Linked DNA regions of Arachis hypogaea: region 1 is linked to region 2. The links are chromatin contacts, called in public Hi-C maps. All regions are on one chromosome and are shown on one strand. Each heading gives the region's core, a stretch centred on a gene start, on an enhancer-like site or on the middle of the called end of the contact. The rest is flanking DNA. Distances are from core to core; before and after follow the strand shown.

Region 1 (4,590 bases), core at 410-2,909, 440 kb after region 2:
TGTCTTTTAAAAAAAAGACCTGCAACTAATGTCTAATGACATATCTATCATTTATCTATACGCCTAACTAGTTCTTAAGTAGCCGTATTTTAACTGATGTTGTTTTAATAACTAGAGGCCGCATCTAATTCTATTTAACACTTCCAAATATTTTATGGATCCAATTTTCAAATTTATCAAAGACTACAAAAGCAATCTCAAACCTAATGAAATGTAATGTATTATTGATAATTCGTGTCATTAGGAAACCCGAGACACAAAACTCAATTTATAGCACTCTAAATACTGGGCATTGCAGAACAAAATAGCTGCAACATCAAACTAGCCCTGCAGCTGCAGCCTTACCCATAGTTACTGAAATCCTGGTCCAGGAACAAGTATGCAGCTCATTGCATCACATAACTTGCTACTTTTTATGATTAATTATAATTAAAAGTATTCCCTTAGAGATAATCCAGCAGAGAGTATGCAATACAAAGGTAGAAAAAGAGAATCAAGGTCACTATGGACTCACCTCCAAAAAAAGATCACCAAAATGGACTTTATCACCTGGTTCCACAAAAAGATCAGCCGTTGCACCACTTGCTTTCGAAATAATAGATTTTACACCCGGAACTTTGCTCTATTCAAAATAAGTACACAACAAAACACATATAAAACAAATTAAATGAACATAACAATAATTCAACAGCTGCCCACCTTGATAAGGCCAGTCCCAGTGACATGATCAGCATGTACATGAGTGTTCATGGCATACACAAGCTTCAATCCCAGCTCTTGAATAAGGGATAAGTCTCTATCCACTGTTCTATCTACAGGGTCTATCAACTAAATTTGTTTTAAAAAAAAAAAAGAATTCATCATTGATCAATTCAACATAACAGAATAAACCATTATGCAATCCCTCAAACACTTGGCACGCATATCGAAAGAGACCCCACTTTCAAAATCAAATTTTTATTCAGAATAAGGAGACCCCACTTTTTTCTTGAAAAGCTTGACCTTCATAGAATCTCTCAGACAATTCCAGCAGTAAAAAAAAGAAAGAAAAAGAAAACAAAAAGTTGGAAACTTACAAGCGCTGGTTTATCGGGGTGTGATGCATCAGCAAGAAGGTACGTGTATGTAGACGATTCCTTCTCGAAAAGCTGGCGAAACAAGAGCTTTGAGGAGGAAGAGGAAGAAGAAGAAGAGAAAGAAGTCATTTGTGATCGAAGTGCGAAGGTAGTTCTTTTGGGAATTGATGTTGAAAGAGAAAGAGAGGTAAGAGGAAAGGTTGAAGCTTTGGATGCAAATAGAGAAACTCTAACGATATGATGAAAACGAAGCATCTTTGGGTAACTTAAATAGTTGGCAAGTGTTGACGAATGACGAGGAGAGAGAGAGAGGAAACAATGGAGAATGAATATGATGATATTGTTGTTGGATGATGATAAATTGATAATGCTAAAGTAGTTGTTGGCGTTGTGAATGATAAAAATAAAATTAATAATTTAATAATAAGAAAATAATAAAGGAATTATTGGGGACGATGGATTCTAATTTCGATCAAATTGGGCATAGGAAAGGTCGCAAATGGGAGTGTAAGGAATTGGCGAAGGACGACGAAGGTTTGTCACTATTTAGTATTGCTTTTGTATTTTGTTTCTGGGTGGCAGATACAGTGGACCACTCCGTCTGTGCAAGCAATTTATGGTACTCTTTTTTTTTTTTGTTGCTCAATCCTTCAACCCCACAGGTCAAGAACTAATCTGTCGCAAATCGGAGTTCCAATTAGGGGTCTGCCGCTGCCAATGGGTTGCTGCATGCACAAGGCGGGATTTGAACCCCCGACACTTGCTTAAGCGGACGAGTGAGCTGACCACTTGACCAACCCAAATTGGTTATTTATGGTACTCTTTTAGGAACTCCTAGAATTAAAAAAAATAATGTTGTATTTATGAAATTTATTAATGCTGACAAAAGTATCTACTAAAAAAAAATTAATGTTATACCTATCAACGAGGAGTGTTAGAGAGCAAATTTTGTGATTTGTAACCATTAATTAGCTATTATTTGTGTTTTTAATGGTGTGAGATTTCATCCAATGGTGTGAAATTACTCATTTTTCTTTTACTAGTTTAAATACTGGTCAAATTTTAATAAAAATGTTAGACCCCTAAACTTTCTCCCCTCAACCATGGATTTCAAACGACAAAGGTATCTAAACTCTAATTTTGTATGACTTTTTAATAAAATTTTCAAATTATCCCACCATTTATCTTCAAATTCACTTCTATTTCCTCTCTCTTTTCTCATATTCCAAATTTTCATAACAATTATCATCCAAATATTCCTATCACCTCTGGAATTCTACCTTCTATTGTTTCTCCTGTTTCTGTAATCTACGCTTTCTACCATTATCGTTTTGTGAGAGTGACGAAAATTCTATGCTTAAACCTATCTTCTCTTTTAAACGTAAAATTCTATGTGGTAGAGTGTCACAACATATTTAAATTTTTGGTTTGCGTAATCTCGCGTTTATGCTCATTTGCAATTTTCGAGGAAGGTTTTCATAAAAATCGAGTTCCGTTAACCCGATTACAAGCTTGATATTATTAATAACAGTGTTAATGTAACTTCAAGTTGGTAACACTCAATGTTTCGGTATGAGCATGTCATACTGAAAATTAGGTTGTTACAGGAAGCAGTTTGAAAAAGAAGCTGTCTGGCAGCTCGCGCAAACGACATTTCCTCACATGAACAAAAATTTCGCATGCGCGAGCTTTTCTCACGTATGCGAGGTTGGATCACATGTCTTGATTATTGAAGCATGTGTATTTATGATTTGGGCTTCCCAAGACTCCCAACAGTTGCGAGATGATATTTTGAAGCCAAATTTTGGAGAAGGAAACTACACTACAATACATATATTTATTTTTTTTCTTTTTTTTTTAGGGTTTGGACCTTGAATTCTAAAGAGCTTTTCTATCTAGAATTTAATTTTTTTTTATGAATTTATCTCTTATTTTTAGGTTTTAGTTTGTTTAATTATAGTTCTTTGTTTATAATTTCTTATTTTGCTACTCTAGTTTCTTAAAATTTATTGTTACTTCCTTTAGTTTGCTATTTTAGTCTATGAATCCTAGTTGAATTCTCAATTTTCTTTAATAAATTTGATATTTTATACTTTATTTTTACTTACTTGAGTTGTTATTAATTTCTTGCATTGGGTAGTTATAATTTTTACTATTCTTGCAATTTATGAAGTTTTATTTATATGCACACTAAGTGTTTGATGAAATGTCTCACTTAGTTATAGAGTAGATTTTACATTCTTAGCTTGAGTTAAGAAATTGGATGACAATGAGTCATTAATACCCAAGTTGATTGATAATTTAAAAATATTAATTAACTTTGTTTCCACTAACGCTAATCTTTTACTAATTCAATTAGTAAGTTAGTTAGAACTTGTGGATTAGGGTTTGTAAGAACCGCAACTAATCAATCGGTTAATTAAGTGATCATATTGCTCAAATTAGATTACGAAAAGTTAGAGTGAGAAATTGAGGATTTAAATGTGATTTTTGGACTCAGTGGGTTTTTCTGAGTTAGAAAATGTATTTTCTGCGAAAAACCGTAAAAAACCGCAAACCCGCAGTTGAATCGATTGAACCGGTTCAAGTCTACCCGGTACCGCACGAGAAAAAGTGAAAACCGTCAAAAACCTTAGAAAAATATTAGAAATGGAAAACCGGACGTTAATTTTAAAAGTTTGGCCCAAAGTTGAGCTAAACGGGCTAAAAACCTAACGGGTTAGACCGGGTCTAAGTTGGACACAAGCCCAACATATATAAATCCTCATTAATGAATCCAAACAGCCATAACACACTCAAACACACTTTCATGCTGAAAAGAAAAGAGGGAGAGGAGAAGAGATAGAACACTATTCACTTCAATCTTCTCAAGCTCATATCTTGAGCTGCAGAGCTCCGATCGCCGCATCGTTTGCGGCTACGCGTTCCTTGTGAAGAGCTCTACAAAACTCATATAAGAAACTAGTAAGGAAAGCTCAAAATTCTCTCAGTTCTTCTCAAAATTTTGGGTATTTAGGGCTTTTGATTAAGTAAGTATTTGTGATTTTGGATGTTTAAGTTCACTCTAATCCTTACTTAGCGTTGGATTTTGGCTATCAAAACTGTTGAAAAAGGTAAGAGGTATTAAACTCTTGTGAATTTTTATTTATGATAAACCCTAGGTTGATTTGTGATGATTTATATGTATATAGTTTGATTAATGTGAGTTTGGGAGCTATTGGAACTTGTTGGAGCTTATTGGTGATTGTTGGTGGCTTGGATTGTGTTGGAAAGCTTAGCTTGTGCTCAATTTTAGATTTTGGTACATATAGGGAATCGACCAAGGTATGGTTTCGGTTTCCTCTATGTAATATATAATATTTATGGACACTTAGGCTAGTGACCTATAGGATAGGGTTGGAAATTTATATGTTGTTGATGATTGTTTGGGTTGATGATGTATAATGAATTGATGCTGTTGTGATGATTGAATGATGAAGTTGAGATATGATGGATTTGGATGAATGAATATTGT
Region 2 (4,604 bases), core at 1,248-3,747:
AATATCACACACTAATATAAGTCACGACTCACGAATGCCAAATTAAAAGGCTAAATTGATTAAACCAAAACTTTGAGAACTAGATTGAAGTAAGAGTGTAACTTAGACAAATTTAAATATTAATTTCATCACTTAACAAACCTTCTAAAACATATTCCTAATATTAAATAAAGTAAATAGTTTTAAGACTCGAAATATTAAAGATAATTAATTCTTCTATATCTAGTAATCAAATAGAGTCAGGGAACGGACCCAAGCATACAAATGAGGGGTCACTTGTCTTCATGATGTTTTTAATTTTTGTTTAAAAGATATAGTTATATATAATATGTCTCCATTTCAAATTTTAAATGATCCCACTATAAATAAAATAAATTTAATTAGCTAAAATTTTAAATTTATTTTTTTATTTTTTTTTATCATTTTGACTATTATTTAACCTAATCAAATTTAATTATTGTACCGTCAATTCTTTATTCTCTTAAACCCTCTTCTTATTTTTATATTTTCAACCTTCTTTTTTTATTCCTTGTCTAATGGTCATCTTCTCTTCATCAAAAAGTAAATTTTAAATTCTCCAATTTTTTTATATAGCTCTCCATGACTCTATGTATCTTTCAATTTCATTATTTTTCTTTTTGATATTTTCAATTGCAATTTTTAATTCAAACAATTATAGTTTAGGTATCAATCTAATATTTTATTTTTTTCGTGACTTTATATATTTTATTTTATTCTCGATTTATTCATCCTTATTACTTATTTTTTATCTTTTGTTCTATTATATGTACCTATGTTGCATATAAAATTTTAAAATGAACTAATTAATTTACTAATTTAGAATATATTTTTTATTTTTAAAAATAATGATAAAAAATATTTTAATTATAATATATAATTAAACAGATACATAAAATATTTTATCTAACATTATATCAAAATTAAATTAAAAAATATATAACAAATTTAATTATTTTAGAAAAAAAAATTATAAAAATTATGTTTTTATTATTTTATATAAACATACTTTTTATATAAAGATTTAATTTTTCTAGTATTTATATATAATTCTAATTTCAAATTATAAATACTAATGTATTATTATGCGCTAATATGTCAGTTAATTCAATCTTTTATTATTAAATGTGTATAAAAAGATTAGTTAGGATAATAAGTTATCTATAATTTAATTAAAATATTTTAATTTTAAATTTTAGAAATAAAAAAATATTTTTATAAATTATATATAATAAATAGTATTTTAAGAATAAAAGTGTTCGCTAATTCTTTTTAATTTTTATATCTTCATATAATTAATAATATTTAACAAAATTTATATATATATATATATATTTGCCCTCACTCTTAAAATTTTCTGGGTCCGTCACTGAATAGAGTATAAATCATCCTTCTTAAAAAAATATATATTACCTTTAATTTTTCAAAATGGAAAGCCGGGTTGATAATCTTTCGATGTTTTTGCCATTTCTCACTGTCATAGTTTGCGAGTCCGTTGCCCAATAACTTGACAAGAGGGTTCAACGTGGGTTTCTCAAAATCATTGATCTTGTTAAAGACTTCTTTGATTTGATCAGGATTTGTGATTATGACCTTTGGTGTTGTACCTTCCCAGACAAAAGAATTCTTACCTACACATACATGGACATGTTTGATGATCTGTGATATATAACTCATTCAACTGCCTAATAGGTGTTTTTTTATTTAAATAAATTGAATATATGATTTACCAAATTTATCCAATTTAGAAAAAGAGAGGGGAGGGGGGTTTACATATTTGTGCTCCATAATACACCAATATCAATCACGAAACATAAATAGGTAACTTTTTCCAGTTTTGTTTGAATTGAAAAATCATATATTTCTTTTATTTAAATAAAAAATTAGTTCGATATATGGATTAAATAAATAGCTAAAGTAACTGCTTTCAAAAAAGAAAAATAGCATTTTTTTTCCTTGTTACATTGAGAATAATGAAGTTTGAATCTAAAATTCTATACATAAAGGAAAATAACATTAAATCTTCAACATAAAAGATAAATAAGATTACCAAATTTTTGAACAGTGTGATGGATAAAAGAGAAGACATGTGGTGCTACATCTTTATCATTGGAAAGAGTGTTGTGTTGTTGAGATTTGGCACCTTCCTTGATCATGTTGATCATCTCCATTGAATCCCCGACAAGAACCCTGTATTTGTTGCCTTGAAGTCCCTGAGCTCTTAGAAGCTTCTCCAATCTCTTTGGCCTCAGCCATAGCCAATTGAGAAGCTTCCATGCCCATAGAAGAACCAAAGGAACCACTATGATGAAACATATTGCAGTTGGGGAAGATATTCTTATCATGTTCCTGTTTCTTTGGGGTTGTGGAAGAGGGAGCCAGAAAGTGAAGGACAAAGAAAGAAAACAAAAAGGAAATTAATTAATTAATGTAGTTCACTTGGATGATACTTGCCGATGCCACTTCGGTGGCTTTTATAAGGCTACAATGAAATTCTACAGCACACAAAATAATTTAGAAGATTATTAAAATTTATTATTTTTAGTTATTAATTAATTATTAATATTTAAAATATAAGTTAAAGTATTGTTACGGACCGTCGAGTCCAGCCCAATTAGCCGTTGGGTCGGGGCACCACCCCCGACCCAGGCCCAAACCTCCTCAATAGAAAGGAGTTCAACGGGTCAGCTCCTAATACCCGACTTAAGGCACGCCCGACCTACCACCCGTACGAACCATGCCATCTTCTGGGTTGGTATCCTCGGGATAGCGTCCGAAGTCTCGACCCGAAGTTCGGGATGACCTGCCCCCTCCCACGTAGATTAGGACAGCTCACAAGCTCCTTAACTAATGGGCTAGGTCATCACTAGACCCGCCCAGCACAGTATATAAGGGGAGAGGACAACTCTCCCCCCAAGGTACGTCACGCTTTTACCTAATTCGGCCATCACTTCGTACGGACTCTAACTTGATCGTCGGAGTGTCCTTGCAGGTGGCCTCCCCCCCTTCGTCGCATTACCTCCGGCGCTCCCAACTCGCAGTTCACACCCCTTTTATCCCCAAGTCGACTCAGGGTCTCTACCCCTCCTCCCCTCATCGGCATCCGACCCATCGAGCACCTGAGATCTTCAGGTAACGAACATTGGCGCCGTCTGTGGGACCCTGGAGCAGGCATGGAGCGACCCCCCACATCGGAGGAACTCTGAGAAGGAGGTGGAGCCCGCCTGAGCAGGGTAATCTCTGAAATCACTTAACACACATATCAAGGCATCTAATGGTAATAAGAGAGGATTAATCATAGGGAACTTAAGGCCAAAGAAGCATGTTTTCAATCAAAGCACATAATTAGGAAGGCAAATGTAAAACCATGCAAATAGTATGAATAAGTGGGTAAATAGTTGATAAAAACCACTCAATTGAGCACAAGATAAACCATAAAATAGTGGTTTATCACAGGGCGAGCTCGACAGTTCGTGCCGGCGAACAGCCAAGATCCTCCGTTCAGCCAAACCAACCAATCTACACTAAGACCCCCGAAAGACGTCCCTTCGGAGGAACAGGGGCCGACAGCGCCAAGATCATGCAAGAACTCAGACACTGAGTACAAAACCTTGAGCGGGAACTGGCAGCGAGAAGCCACTCCCACGGCGACGACAGCCGATCTCGCACCCGTACTCGCTCCCCCTCCCGAAGACACGAGAGCCGAGAAAGGAGCCCAACAAGGCACGACGAGGCGCAAACACAGGCGACCTCCCGGCCTACCCAGGGCAGGTCCGAGAGCCAGAGGGAGTCCCAAAGAGGGAGGGTGAAGAAACAACAGGATCCCATCATCATAGGAGCCACCCCTTTCCACCCCTCAATCCTCAAGGTCCGGCTTCCGAAGAACTTCGACAAGCCGACGGACATGAGGTACGATGGGACCAAGGACCCTCAGGAGCACCTCACAACTTTTGAAGAAAGAATGAACTTGGAAGGAGTAGACGACGCTGTCAGATGCCGAGCGTTCCCTGTAATGCTAGCTGGCCCAGCGATCCGATGGTTCAACGCCCTCCCACAAGGATCCATCACAGCTTTTGCAAACATTTCCCAAAGCTTCTTGGATCGGTTCACAACGCGCATAGCCAAGGAAAAACACCCAATCAACTTATTAGGGGTTACCAAAAACCCGAAGAGCCGACCAGGAAGTTTCTAGACAGATTCAACGATGAGTGCTTGGAGATCGACGGCCTCACGGACTCAGTCGCTAGTCTCTGCCTAACGAACAGCCTGCTGAACGAGGACTTTAGAAAACACCTCACTACTAAATCCGTCTGGTCCATGCAAGAAATCCAAAGCGTGGCTAAGGAATACATCAATGATGAGGAAGTGAGTTAGGTTGTAGCAGCCAATAAGCGGCAGCTCCCAAACCACCCGCGGGTAGGAAGGTTCACGAACTACACGCTACTTACGGCGCCCATAGTAGAGGTTTACCAACAAATTGCAAACAAGGGAATCTTATCCAGACCTAGACCATTGAAAGAAATAACGGGAGGCAACAAAAGTCTTTACTGTGATTATCACAAGGGATTTGGTCACAAAATCCAAGA

The links. A called contact is a pair of places that touch in the nucleus more often than the background predicts.
Region 1: a contact with region 2 is called in a Hi-C map of leaf, with 2.3 times the contacts expected there. The contact joins the promoter of LOC112771278 here to the promoter of LOC112772325 in region 2. A contact is called at or near these places in 2 of 8 Hi-C or Micro-C datasets (both in leaf).

What each region holds. Positions count from the first base shown.
Region 1 is chr18:41,429,579-41,434,168 of arahy.Tifrunner.gnm2.J5K5, forward strand. LOC112771278 (persulfide dioxygenase ETHE1 homolog, mitochondrial) reads right to left here and starts at 1,660. Exons shown (of 9, transcript XM_025815971.3): 1 at 1,077-1,660; 2 at 700-828; 3 at 515-622. The coding sequence starts at 1,331.
Region 2 is chr18:40,987,209-40,991,812 of arahy.Tifrunner.gnm2.J5K5, forward strand. It overlaps LOC112772325 (11-oxo-beta-amyrin 30-oxidase), which reads right to left and starts at 2,498. Exons shown (of 5, transcript XM_025817251.2): 1 at 2,069-2,498; 2 at 1,432-1,649. The coding sequence starts at 2,363.